Linked DNA regions of Sus scrofa: region 1 is linked to region 2. Evidence: chromatin contacts called from public Hi-C data. All regions are on one chromosome and are shown on one strand. Each heading gives the region's core, a stretch centred on a gene start, on an enhancer-like site or on the middle of the called end of the contact. The rest is flanking DNA. Distances are from core to core; before and after follow the strand shown.

Region 1 (6,906 bases), core at 3,181-5,680, 90 kb before region 2:
AGAGGAAGAAGAAGAGTTCCTCTGTGGCTCAGTGGGTTAAGGATCTGGCATTGTCACACACAGCTGGTTGCTGCTGTGGTGTGGGTTCGATCCCTGGCCCAAGAACTTCCTTGGGTGCAGCCTTAAAAAAAAAAAAAAAAAAAATGAAGGAGGAGGAAGTGAGGAAGAAAACGAAGGAAAAAGATACTCCAAATTTCTGTTTCCTTTTTATATAATTTACAGATATTCCTTCCTTCAGGGCCCATATTCATGGCCCAGTGGACACAGGATATGTTTTCAGTCCTTCAAAATGTGGTACTTGGTTTCCTCATCAGTGTACAATTGAGTTATTTATTATGTCTATACAATGCTGCCTGTGCTCTTTCAATCCTTTTCAAAAACTGTTATTCAATACTTTTTTGTCTTTTTGTTAAGCCCACCCACAGCATATGGAGGTTCCCAGGCTAGGGGTCAAATCGGAGCTGTAGCCGCTGGCCTATGCCACAGCCGCAGCAACAAAGGATCTGAGCCTATTTCTGTGACCTACACCATAGCTCACAGCAACACTAGATCCTTAACCCCCTGAGCGAGGCCAGGGATCGAACCCACATCCTTATGGATGCTACTCAGATTTGTTTCTGTTAAGACATGACGGGAACTCCATTATTCAATATTTTACGTTAGCTTAAAATGAGATCCATTAGACTTTCACCAAGGAAATGTTTATGAATGAAGCCCCAAATGTCCACAGAATTTTGCAACCAGATTTTTATGGTTACTATATTTTAAACATAATTCTATGTTAATCAACATAGATCTGCATTATTTTCTTTCTTTTTTGGCAAACTATTTTTTAAAGTTCAATACAAGTGTATTAGAGACAACAAAATGCAAAATTATTCAGCTTGATAAGATTTTACGTAGACATCCACTTATTTAACCACCATCCAGATCAAAGTATGGAACATTTCCAACACTCGGAAGCTTCCCTCGTCTCTTTCCTAGGGCTTCCCCACCCTCATAGAAAATTGTTCTGACTGCTCTCATTTTAGATGGTTTTGCCTGCTTGGGATTTGCATCTAAATAGAGTCACACAGTACGTATACTCTCCTGTGTTTGGCTTCTTCCCCTCTGAGCCATGTTTTTTGGAGTTACATCCATGTCATCACATGACTCAGTAGTTCATTCTTTTTCACTGCTGTGTAATTTTCCACCTTACAAATATACTACAATGTGTTTATCCATTTTCCTGTTGACATATATTCAGAAATGCAGATGAAAACCACAAGGCGACACCTTTACACATTTCCTAGAAAAGCCAAAATGAAACAGGCTGACAATCCATGTGAAGATGGTGGAGCAAATGAAGCTCCACCTGGTGGGGGCAGGGGTGTTGGAACAGTCACTGTTCAGCAGCATTGGCTCAAGTTGCACATACATCACTCTTTGACCCAGAAATTCCATCTTGGGTACAAACCCAAGAGAAAGACGTGTTTATGCCTGCCAAAACACATGTACCAGAATGTTCACGGTCGCTTTATTGATAATTCCATCACCATGTAAATGGCTGCCAAGTTCTCCATTGTGTGAACGTTCCAGTCTCCCATTGCCCGGAATCAGTTCTAAATCAGGCTAGATAAGCGACTTTATACACACACCTTGTGTGAACTTAGAATTGTTTCCTTAGGATCAATTCCCAGGCGTGGATTGCTGAGTCAGAAGCTACAAACATCTTTAACTAAGCTGTCCCCAAAAAGTCTACATTGGCTCCCCCAACACTGATCACACGTGTGTGACTATGAGGTTTTCACAAACCCCACAGTTTAAACGTGCACAGTCCCCACCCTGGAGCCCACAGAGCTGAGGCTTTCCTGGCTCCCAGCAGTGAAAGGAAGGAAGGTTTAGGATAAACAGGCTGCAAGCACAATGGCCACAGCCCCCAGGGCCAGGCGCTGGGCCACCACCCTCCTTCCACCTGCTGCGGCCAGAGTGTCCTCTGGTGCCGGTGGCCTCCCACAGGCTGAGCACATAAGGGACCAGCTGCACAGGCCCAGGAGTGCTGATGCAGGCCAGTCAGACATGGGACATCAGCGGGTGAGCAGAACACCCAGCAGTTCCTCCTCCTCAGCCCGTCACCTGGGCGCTGATTCCCTTCCAGATTTTGCTCCCGCAGTGCCCCCAGGCTGTCGTGCCAGGCAAGCAGGCAGCTGTGTGTGCAGGGCCGCGGGGGAGCACAGCAGAAAGACCCAAGCGTCAAAGGCCTTTCCCTCTTCTTTGAGATCAGGGCCGGGTCTACATGATGCGATGTGAAGAGCCCCAAGCAGGCCCCACCTTGGCCAACGACAGTGCCCAAAATGCTTCGTACTCCTGCCTTTGTGCTCGATGCTGCCCCACCTGCCCATCCACCCAGGGAGCAGCAGAGTCAGCACGAGGGAGGGAAGTTATGAGACTCCTTCCTCCTAGTGGGAAAGGGGAAGGAAGTTTGCAGGAAGCCTGCTTCCCCAAATTCACAATTCAGCTGCCAGCTGTGTGGGTCAGGCCAGCTGCTCCCGCCACCAGTCAACCCCTTTCTCCACGCCACAGGAAGACCCAGTACTCAATCTCCCCAGGTTCTTTCCTGCCGAGGGTCTGGCTTCTGTCACACACACACAAGCACACGCACACGCATGCACACACATGCACATGGGGCAGGGACAAGGTGTCTGCAGAGGCCCTCGGTTCCATGGGACACTGAGGCCCTGAGAAGAGTGACTCTCTGTCCTCAGTGGCCACATGGAGAAGGCAGGATGAATAATGTGTGGCTCCCAGAGGCCAGGCTCAGGGTGGGGGCCGAGGAACGGGAGGACAGAGGCAGGCTGAGCAGCCCCGACCCTGGCCTTCCTTCTCTGCCCAGACTGGAGCCCCCAGCTCAGGCTCCAACCTCCGCCATCCTCTGTCTGCTCTGAGCCGCCACAGACAATGACCGCTTCCTCCTTGCCCCATAGCCACACACGTCTGGAGCCAGGGGCCCTCAGAGTTCTTGTAGGCCAAGCCTGTGTCTCAGGTTAGGTTCTGAGAAGCAGAGCCTGAAGGGGTGATCCCTGTGAGAATGCTGAACTGGGGGAGTGCCCGGGGAGCAAGGCAGTGAGGGAAGCAGGGTGGACAGAGGAGGACCGCAGCAAGGATGTGGTGGCCTCCGGCTCCAGCCTGATCCCAAGGGCTCTGGAGATGACTTATAACACAGCCCTGGCCCAGCCTGCGAGGTTCTGCGTCGATCACCCGCTACAGGCTGGGGGCGGGGGGATGGGGGTGCCTGGGACGTGCCAGGACAGTTCTCCAGAGAAGGGGGTGCAGTGAGCCTTAGCGGCAAGTCTCACAGCAGCTGGTAAAGGGATCTGGGCAGAGCGCCCACCGCACCCACTGTAGTCACCCCACTCCAGGTGGGGAGCCCCCAGGTAGCCAGCTAGGTGCCAGCCCACAGACTGGCCTCAGCCAATTCTGGGCTGTCCTGCCTGGGAAGAAAGAGCCCTGTCTCTGGATGAGCACAGGGGGCGCCCAGGAAGCAGGCGAGGAAAGAGCAGCAGAGGCAGGGCCAGAGCATCAGCCAAGAGCCCGTATTTCTGGAGCAGAGGTCTCTACCTGGGGGAGCGGTTCATAGACCTGTGCCACCCCCTGCAATGTCACGCTGGCTGTGGTACGTGTATAAGCAGGTGTTTGGGAGAGAAAATCTAAAGAGTCGTGGCATCTCAAAAGCAAGGAAGATAAGTGTGATTGTCAGTCCTCTCCTGGTTGTTCCCACAGACACATTGCTGACCGGGGGGGTATGATAGGGACTCTGGGCTTAGGAAACGCCTGGAGAGCCCAAGACACTTTCCACACAGCCATGTGCTCAGCCCTCTCCTTCTGGGTTTGGTGGGGCTACTGGGCTGGCCTTGACTTTGGAGAAGAAGATGCTTCTTCTCTTCATGGTGGGGTGGGGCTGGGCTGGAGTCCTAGGGCTGAACCCGCAAGCTACCAGAAGGCAGAACCCAGGCCAGGCCACCCTTTACACCCACAGCCCCTTTCTGCGTGTCAGAAAAGGCACTCTCAATTGACAGAACACTGTAAACCAGCTGTAATGGAGAAAATAAAAGCCATTATAAAATTTGTTTAAAAAGGCACTCTCACAGGGAGAGGCAAGCTACAAAAAAAACAGCCCCCTCTAAGTCAGTGGACCTGAGAAAGGGTCCCTTCTTCAGGGTGGGCTGCCCAGGCCCTCCCCACAGCTGCATGGTCCAGCTGGCTCTATCCTACCTCAACCAGTCAGCACTAGGAGACAGGCCCCCACCCGACCTGGGCCCCCAGAAGTTGAGACAGGGAGCAGGGGGAAGCCCGGGTGGGTGCCGAGGGCTCTGAAAGTTGAACTAGGGCAGAGCTGGGGCAGCATCTCAATGAAGCTGCCGACAGATTCTGGGCCTCCAGCCAGCTACACACCAGACCTGTGAGGGGGACCCTGGCCGTGCCAGGCTGGCGACGCTGCTAAGGTCAGGGCCAGCGCACACACAGTGGCTGCCCAGCCACCATGGCTGTGAAGGCGCCCCAAAGGCAGCGGAGGCTGAGGAACGCAAGGGCCCTGGGAGGCAGGAGCCTGAGCCTCCATTCAATGTAGTGACCTTCTCCACTGAGCCCTGCCAGGCGCTGGAGACATCTAGATGTGCGTCCGAGGGGGTCAGCATCTTGTGTCTGTGGGGAAAGGGAGGCATGTCTGTGGGTTTTCCATTAAATCCAATGCCATGGACCTCAATCCCTCGATCCTACCTGCTGGTGAGAATCATCTGCGCCTTAAAGCGCTACAGCCTCTGGGCCCCACGAGGATTCCATGACTCTGAAGTAAGGTCATGCCATATTTATTCATTTATGTTTAGGCTCTGGGATATTCTACTGTGCAGCCGGCCAGGGCAAAGGACTATTGAATTGATCATTCCCTCCAAGAGAGGCTCCTATTTCCAGAAAGGGGCTGGGAGACCAATTAGGTTTGGGAAATACCTTCTCTTCTAGCTCCTCTTCTTGTCACAGGACCGGCTAACAGATCAAAGAACTTTCCAAGCCAAAAAACTTTGCTCTGGGGAGTTCCCATCGTGGCGCAGTGGTTAACGAATCTGACTAGGAACCATGAGGTTGCAGGTTCGGTCCCTGCCCTTGCTCAGTGGGTTAACGATCCGGCGTTGCCGTGAGCTGTGGTGTAGGTTGCAGATGCGGCTTGGATCCCGCGTTGCTGTGGCTCTGGCGTAGGCCGGTGGCTACAGCTCCGATTCAACCCCTAGCCTGGGAACCTCCATATGCCGCGGGAGCGGCCTAAGAAATAGCAACAACAACAACAACAAAAGACAAAAAGACAAAAGACAAAAAAAAAAAAACAAAACTTTGCTCTGGAAATGCGTTGTTCTTGGCGGTGATGGTGGTGGCGTGTGCGCACGTGCGCCTGTGCCGTATCATCTCCATTTTAGAAATGAGATTCCAAGAGGTTAAGGAATTTCTGTGATGCGGTCACTGTGGTCAGATGCAGAGCTCTCTCTTCTTGACACATTGTTCCCACTCAACACCCCCTAAACACCTCCAGATACGGACCTCTCAGCAGCTCCCCCTGGGAGTCAGGTGGCCTTGGGGGTAGGGGTGGGGAGGGCGGTGGCAAAAGGCTCACCCAGCCCCCACCCCACCCCGGGTCCCACTGGGACTCCTGTCTCTCCCTGCAGTCAGGCCCCAGTCCTCCTGGAGGCCAGGATGCTCCTTCATCCTGTCCGGCCCCTCGTGGAGCAGATGTGACAGAACCCGTCCTCCCTAAGGGGGCGCTTGTGTCTTCCATGTGCCCAGCCCTTGTGGTCAGGTTTGGTGCAGATTTTCAATCCTCCCAGCTGTCCGTCTCCTCAGAGGGCGGGGAGGAAGGCGGACGGTTTCCAAATTCTGTTCCTGGGGTCCATATCACGAACATGGCTTCCCCACACTAAGCAGGTCATGCTTCCAGGCAGATGGAAGCATTTTTGCTTTTTAGGGCTGCACCCACGGCATGCAGGTGAGGGGTGGAATTGGAGCTACAGCCACAGCCCACACCAGATCCGAGCTGCATCTGTGACCTACACCACAGGTCACAGCAACGACAGATGCTTAACCCACTGAGCAAGGCCAGGGATCAAACCCGAGTCCTCATGGATCCTAGTCAGGTTCTGAGCCACAGCGGGAACTCCACGTGACCATCTTTAAATAGGGCTTGAGGCCCCACAAGCTTCAAAACTCAGGCTGCTCTTCTGATACCTTAGGCTGGGCATCAGTCCCCCTTCCAAAGGAATTTCAACACCCCCCTCCCTCTGGCCCAGGTTGCTGCATTCCTTCAGCAAAAGGGCGCTCCTAGAGCTGATGAAACCTGGGTCCTGGGATGCAGGCTGGCCCAGAAGCACAGCTGAGCTCTCAGAAGCTGCACAAAGACGCGTGTGGGAAAGTCTTAGAGCATGTTGGTTTCTCTCTGGCTAAATCTAATTAAGATGAAATGTTAGCTTCCTTGGGAGTCTGCCTCGCCCACTGGGCAGTTGCTGGGGCCTGTGAAAACTCTCTGGCTTCCCCATAGCAAGACTCACCCAAAATGTGTCCGGTTCCTCCTGAACTCTGATTTTAGCAACAAATCCTTGTCTTCCTGTGAGATGTGTGGAGGATAAACTTCTGTTTCCCAGGGAAGTTTATGAACGAAAATCTAGCCCATCGGTGGGGAACTCCACAGCCACCTAACAAATCTTTCTTATTCCCTGAACAGCCCCAGCTGAAAGCAAGTAAAACAGGCAGTCAGAATCAGGGAGGTGTAGGAAGAGACCAGGGGACGAAGTGCTGTGACAGTGAGCAAGGCACAGGCAATAACTCGTGGTCCAGAGAGACAGGCTGGTGGCATCTGGAAGTCAGCTTGGGGAGCCTAGGGGCTAAGCA
Region 2 (7,114 bases), core at 1,507-4,006:
ATTCCCAGGGCAGACCCTCTGCCAACTCAGCAGGTCTGGGGACTCGGGATGTGCTAACGCTGGCAGCCCTTCCACGCCCCATTTGGGCTCCGTTGGCCAGATCTCACCCTGGCCTGGGCCTGGGCTGGCACTGATTGATTGATTGACATGGAGTTTCATTCCTTTAGAAGGGCCAGTCACACCCGGACAGGGTTCACCGAGTCAGGCTCTTTTCTCAGCACTTTATTTGTAATCCCCGCAGGGACCCTACAAGGTAGATAACTATTCTGATGCCCACTTCACAGGGGTGGAAACCAAGGCACAGAGATAGAGGAACCAATATACTAAAATCACAGCAGCCAGGAGTGGCTTGAGGAATCCGGATTCAAACCCAGACTGGTTCCACACTTTTAACCACTATACCATACTATGTCTCTTTTTATAGTTTTTTTTTTTTTTAAAGTAAACATGAGATTACTTGGTCCTGGTTGCCTTTGGCACCAGAGGCATGGACATGTGACATTACAGGTCATTCCCAGCCCTGCCTCTCTCTCTCTCTGGCACACACACACACACACACACACACACACACACACACACACAGTCTGCCTCATCCTGGTGCTGCCAGGCACATCGGTGACCTCCTGGTTCCTCCACAGCCAGGCATCAGGCCTGTGGGAACACAGTGCTCTCGTATTTGGATCCAAGTCTATTCTGGAACATACCACCCTATGCCTCTCCCCTCGGCTGCCACCCTAGTTCCGCCCCTGGGGCCAGCATTCCTGGAAAGCTCCAAGACAGCTTCTTTCAGGGGAGATTTTCCACGGGGCCTGTGCAGCCAGAATTGGCATAAGCTGAGGAGGGTCCTACCCACAGTCCCTGTCTTGGGGCCAGGAAGCTTGGAGCATCCCTGGGGTATCGGGGCCGTTCCTCTTCTCCATGGCAGAGGCCTTGGCAGATGGGACACTCGCAGCTCCTTCCCCATCCTGGTGTGTCCTCTTGGCCTCAGAGGAGTTCGGGTCTCCAGCACTCTTGTCTCAGCTCTGCTCAGTCCCACCCCATGACCAGGGAGTGTGTTCCTGCGGGGCCCAGCCCTGTGCTGGGTGCTGTGGACCTGCCCCTGGAGGCTCGCCGCTCTGCACGGACAGACGAGCAGCCTGCCCGTGAGCTGCCAGCAACACAGCGCTGCAGCAAATCCCCAAAGACCTTCCTGGACCTGGGCTCAGGCACCAGGACCTCGTCCTCCTGCTCAGGGACCCCAAGAGCTCGTCCTATCCTGCGTGGTGACCCCTGGCCCCAGCCCTGGCTGTTGTTTCGGTGGCAGGAAAGCCTCTCGCCCGAAGCTCAATGTCCTGCCTGCGCTCAGCGGATGACTAACCTGCCCCTCCTCAGCCTGGCACTTCCAGCCCCTCCTTCTGGCTCCGCCTGAGTCAGAGGCCCGTCAGCTTCTGATGCCCCTGAGGCCCAGCAGATTTGGGTGGGAAGGCTGTGTCCTATGCCAGGGCCTGAGGAGACGGGCCAGGCCCTCACTCCTCACTGGCCTGACCTTTTAGCAGGAACTTCTAAGCATTCTTTGATCTCGAAATGCCACATGTGCGTACACACACACACACACACACACACGCACCCCCATTCACATTCAGCCACACTCTTACTAGAGATGAAATAGTGCAGGTGCCAGGCTGAACCAGAACAGTCTTGTGGGGTGTGGCCTCCTGGCCTCTCCTGCAGAGGCCCCAACACCTCCTGGTACCAGAGAGCAGGACCAGAGGCCTGGGAAAGGGGTCTGTGCCTCTGGCTCCCTCCCTAGAACAGGCACAGATACTGGCTGCTGAGGGGACTCGATCCTTCGAATATGCCTCAGCACTACAGTCCTCTCTCTCTTGCACACAAACACATACCCCTAGACTCCTCCTCTGCAGCACTTCAAAGCCTCCCCCCACTACACTAGCCTCACAATAAAAGTAGCCAAAGAGTTCCCGTTGTGGCTCAGTGGTAAACGAATCCGACTAGGATCCACGAGGAAGCGGGTTGAATCCCTGGCCTCACTCAGTGGGTTAAGGATCCGGTGTTGCTGTGAGCGGTGGTGTAGGTTGCAGACGTGGCTCAGATCTTGCATTGCTGTGGCTGTGGTGTAGGCTGGCAGCTACAGCTCCAATTCGAACCCTAGCCTGGGAACCTCCATATGCAAAACCTTGACCCCTGACTCAATCTTGGGAAGCCATGGTCAAGCCCTGGGGATTTCTGCTCCTGGTTCTGCCCTAATGGGCCCCCTCCCTGGCTGGACTTGGCAGTGGCTGCGTGGCCAGCCCCGCATCTTCCCGAAGCCAGTTCCCGTCCCAGCACACAGAGGCACAAGCTGGGCTCCACGCCGCTTTCCAGGATCAGTCTGAGGGCTTAGGTTTGGGGTGTTTCATTTTCTTCTGTCTTTACCCCCATGTATACCCCATTGGCTCTGCCTGAAAAACACCCTCCCTCCCACCTCCCTGAGTCAGCTCTCAGCATCTGAGCACTACTAGCCAGCCTTGTTCAGGTGAGGAAACTGCAGCTGAGCAAGGCTACATACAGAGGGACAGAGGGATGCGTTTCTATCCATATTTCAACATTCACTTGGGTACCACCTTCCTGGGACTCCCCCGTTCCTGAGCGCCCCTGCCCTCGCCCTGGCCAGTGCCCCCCTCCCCCGGGGACAGGACGAGCAGACCTCTAGCCTAGAGCCCCTGCCCCCTGGAGTGAGTTCTGTTGAGCTTGTTACTTCAGCCCCGGAGCACTGATGTGTGCCCTTCTCCTGTGTCACTGGCCCCGTGAGAGCAGGTGGGCGGGCCCAGGTCTGAGTCACTGCCCAGCTCTGAGCCCGGCAAGCTGGCCGTGCAGGTAACCCTTTGCTGCCTGGGGAAGCTGACCAGAGGAAGGCCGGTCTGGGCCCTCGTCCCACTTTCCGGCCACGTCTCCCCCCTGCACCCCATCCCTGCATTTCTCCCTGTCCAGCTCTTTTCCCAGGAAGAGAGTGGCAAGCCCCTGCCCTGCTCTCAGGATGGGCCTTGCTGATGGGAGGTAGAATCTGTGCCGGGCTGAACATGCGACAGGGGTGGTGCTGGTCCCCCCAGGAGCTCCTCTGGCTTGAGTGGGCCCAGCGTGCACCTGAAGACAGGGAGCCCTGGCTCAGCACCCTGGGTCACTTCTCGGTGGCCACTTCAGTTTGTGCGTCCACTTGGGGGGGAGGGGACTCAGCCATCAGCCCGATGCCATGTTTATTTAAGGGGCACCGAGTTAAAAATAGCCTGAGTGCCCCAAGAGCAGGCAGCAGGCTCGGTGACCTCTGGCTCAGACAGAGAGAGGGATTCCAGGAGCTCTGAGACCTGTCCTCACCTCCGAGCCCTCTGTCGGCTCCCCCTCCCGCAGATAGACTTGTGCCTCTGTCAAGTGTCACACACACCCCAGCGTGGCGGGATGGCACCAGCGACATGTTTCGTGCGCTTCACAGACTGCAGGGTTTTGCGGCAGAGAAGCCTGAACTTTAGACCTGGCAGGGACCCCAAGGGGGGATTACTCTACAACTGCCCCATCAACACCCCCCATTTTGTGGCAGTTGGGGGGGTGGGGTGGCTGGAGTTCGCAGCGTAACGACGGGCTCAAGGTCGTGCAGAGCAAGACGACAGTCCGGGACTCTTGGCTCCCAATTCGGGACGCTGTCCGCCGCGTTACATCACGCCCATCATGTTTTATTACACAACGTTCAAATGTATTTTGTTCTTTCGTCTTACGTTATGTAATGCCAGGTAGGCAGGAATGGGGGTGGGGAGGGGCGTGGGGAAGTCCTTGGATGGAGGAGGTGACAAAAAGGCCATTAAGACGAAAGTACAGCAGTGAGCCTTTATCTTCCCCCACCCAGATCAGGCCCTGGCTCCCCACCTGAGTCCGCTCCCCTCCGTCAGGTGTAGTGGGTGCGGCTCAGCACCCAGTGCCCTAATTAGCACCTGTTGACAGTTTCTGGTTTGTGTGTTATCACCTTGGGTCCTCTTATCTTTATCAGAGCCAAAGGTTGATTGGAGCATTCTGGCTCAAGCTCAAAGCAACTTCACTCTGATTCCACGAAGCATTTATAACCGCTGTGAATAACAGCCCTCTTTCCTCAAGATAGCAGCCGGACCTGTCCGAGAGATGCCCTGTGGAGTCTTTGGGGGGGGTTGTTTGTTTGTTTTGCTTTTTAGGGCCGCAGCCACGGCACATGGAGGTTCCCAAGCTAGGGATCGAATCAGAGTTGTAGCTGCCAGCCTATGCCACAGCCACAGCAACGAAGGATCTAAGCCTCATCTGTGACCCACACCACAGCTCACAGCAACGCCGGATCCTTAACCCACTGAGCGAGGCCAGGGATCGAACCTACCACCTCATGGTTCCTAGTTGGTTTCATTTCTGCTGCACAACAACGGGAACTCATGGAGTCTTTGGTTTGATCCCCACCATGTCCACCGAGACGGGAGTGCAGAGCCCTCCCCACAGCTGGGAGAGGACGTGATGCCAGTCCTGACCCCCAGTCTCGGGCACCCCACAGTGATGCCCCAGGCACCGGAACCTGCCAGAACCCCCTACCAGGGGCTACAGCCCCTGCTCCTCCAGCCTGTCTGCCAGGACAAAGTTCCTGGGCCTTATCAGCCCAAGAGGTAGAATATTAATCTGGCCATCTCTGCCCCAGCCCTGCCCCCTTACAGCCAGCCTCCCCACTACAGGTGGGCAGGGTGTGTACCCACAAGGACAGGGTAAGAAGGCTGTGGGAAGGGACCTACATGTGGCCCACAGCCATGTGAGAGAAATGGCTTCTTGGTGTCTTCCTGGTATTAACCTCAAGGCCAGGCCCTCAGGTCCCTCCCAGCTCCCTCTGTCCTGGGGGAGATGTTTTCTCTGAGGAGTGACCCAAACCTTTCCTGACACCTGACGTTCCCACCTGGACCCCCTGGGTCTGGTGCTGCCAGAGAGGCCCAGGGTCCTACTCCCAGCTCTGCCACTGGGCGTGTCGCTGTGCATCAGACCTCAACTGCCTCACCTGTAAAATGGGAATCTTTGACTTGCCCTAGAATACCCACCTTCCCACTGAGACTTGGTACCTAAGGCTGGGTGACCACCCCACCCCCATGCCTAGACCCACCTGGAACAGGATCCAGGACCCTGGAGGTAGCTCTTTTGTGTCTTGAACCTCACTGAGTCCCATTTTCGGCCACCCAAACCCCTTTAGCTCCTGAACCAAGGCTCCAGGGACCACCTTTTGAGGATGTCCCCAGAGATCTCAGACAGGGATTGGTCCCTGCCAGCAGCCGTGTGTGTGTGTGTGTGTGTGTGTGTGTGTGTGTGTGTGTGTGTGTTGGTCCCTGCCAGCAGCCGTGTGTGTGTGTGTGTGTGTGTGTGTGTGTGTGTGTGTTGGTCCCTGCCAGCAGCCGTGTGTGTGTGTGTGTGTGTGTGTGTGTGTGTGTGTGTGTACACCCACCCTCCTGACGCATTGTCTGGAGGGGGCATTGTCCGGAGGGCCGGGCGGTTGCCTTTATGGCAAGGCATAAAAGGTAATCATTGACCGCATCAATGCCGCCCTGCGTGTCAGTGCCCGCCCAGCCTCGACCCTGCCAGGCCCTGGATTACTTTACAGTCACATAAAAGAAGCCTCCAGACTGGCCCCTTGGGGACTTTGGCCCCCAAGCGGGGAACGGGAGGGAGCCGTTCCCTGGAGACAGGCTTTTCTTATAATATTTACTGAACAGAAAGAGCTCCTTCCTTTTATCAAACACCACTGGGACTGTCTCAGCCCGGCCTGCCCAAGCCCCAGAGTCCCCATCAATAGGGGCCACCCTTCTCCCCTCCTTCCTCCACCTCTGCCATCGGGACCCACCAGCAGCCCGGATGTCCCCAAGCTGGGTCTCAGGATGCATCTTGCAGGCCTCGTTTCCTTTACAGTTTTATTTCATCCAGCCTGCACAACCCCATGGGGTAGGAAGGGAGATCATTTCCATTTTACAGATAGGAACACTTGGACTCAGAGAGGTCTAGTACCTTTCCTGAGTCGCACAGCCAGTAAAGGGCAAACCTCTCCTGCATGCAGTAGTCTATAAGGCTATACATCTATAAGTCTCCAGACTTGCTTGATTAAATGCTATCGGTAAAAAAAAATAACACGTGTCAGCACAAACCCTTAATATATTTATACGTATCCATAAATCATATACGTGTACTACTGAAAATCTACTTATCAAATGTTAGCAAATATCCACACTCTAATGGAAGCATCTTTTCCTGTCCTGTCATTCAAACCAGATCACATCAACCCCAGGGACCCTCCCCAGGGCTCATTTTCCGCAGGGACACCAGGGCCAGAGGGAGAAGGTCTGGGGAAGGGTAAGCCTCAGGCAGGCAGGGGGACACACTGGGAAAGGACATTCCAGACAAATGCTTGAGCAAAATCCAAGAGGCAGGAAATGGCAGGAAACAGTCAGGCACAGCCGAGAAGCCTGGGAACGTGAATGGGTGAATGGCTATAGCCAGAGACAATGCTGGAAAGTTTCGGGTGGGGCTCAAAGGAGTGGGCCAGACCACGGGACCTCGTGGAGAGCGCAGCAGGGAGCCGCGGCGGGTTGGGGAGCAGCGGTGTGACTTTCCCAGAGCCCTGTTTTGGAAACGTTTCCCAGGCCACAGAGTGGAGGATGGTGACGACAACGACGTTCTTAGGTCGATCGCCCTGGGGTCATGTCACATGGCCCTTTGGGAGGCCGGAGACGAAGGCCCGTCAGGAGTTGCCACACCTCTGTATCTGTGCACACACGCTGCCTGCCATTTACCCGCTGCCTGGCTGGCCTTGGTTTTCTCATCCATAAAATGGGCATAACAAGAGCACACAGCATGGATATGGTCGTTACTCTGACACTTGGGGAGAACTGGCTCAAGGGCTGGACTCAGTGCCCAGCAAGTAGCAGATAGTGAATGGCGGCTGCCCGCACTCTTCATTAGACCACACCATTCCCTTCCTTCCATCTGAAGAAATCAAACCAGCCCCTCAAAAATTGAGTTCAGACTTGACCTGTGAGGACCTCAAGAGACTTATCACTTCCTCCCCTGGGCTTCCCTACCTCTGGGCTCAAACAGGTAATGCAGC

The links. A called contact is a pair of places that touch in the nucleus more often than the background predicts.
Region 1: a contact with region 2 is called in a Hi-C map of fetal heart ventricle, with 4 times the contacts expected there. The contact joins two enhancer-like sites. A contact is called at or near these places in 2 of 47 Hi-C or Micro-C datasets (embryonic fibroblasts and fetal heart ventricle) and 1 of 2 datasets of contacts at active chromatin or transcription factors (skeletal muscle).

Annotation. Positions count from the first base shown.
Region 1 is chr3:97,347,250-97,354,155 of Sscrofa11.1, reverse strand. No RefSeq gene overlaps it. Among named protein-coding and RNA genes, the nearest start is that of ZFP36L2, 150 kb to the right of the region's middle. Within about 2 kb of position 4,430, at least 7 of the 83 cell types and tissues checked have an H3K27ac peak or open chromatin away from gene starts, as enhancers often do.
Region 2 is chr3:97,255,378-97,262,491 of Sscrofa11.1, reverse strand. All of the region lies in intron 2 of LOC106509841 (a long non-coding RNA gene), which reads right to left. Among named protein-coding and RNA genes, the nearest start is that of ZFP36L2, 59 kb to the right of the region's middle. Within about 2 kb of position 2,756, at least 27 of the 83 cell types and tissues checked have an H3K27ac peak or open chromatin away from gene starts, as enhancers often do.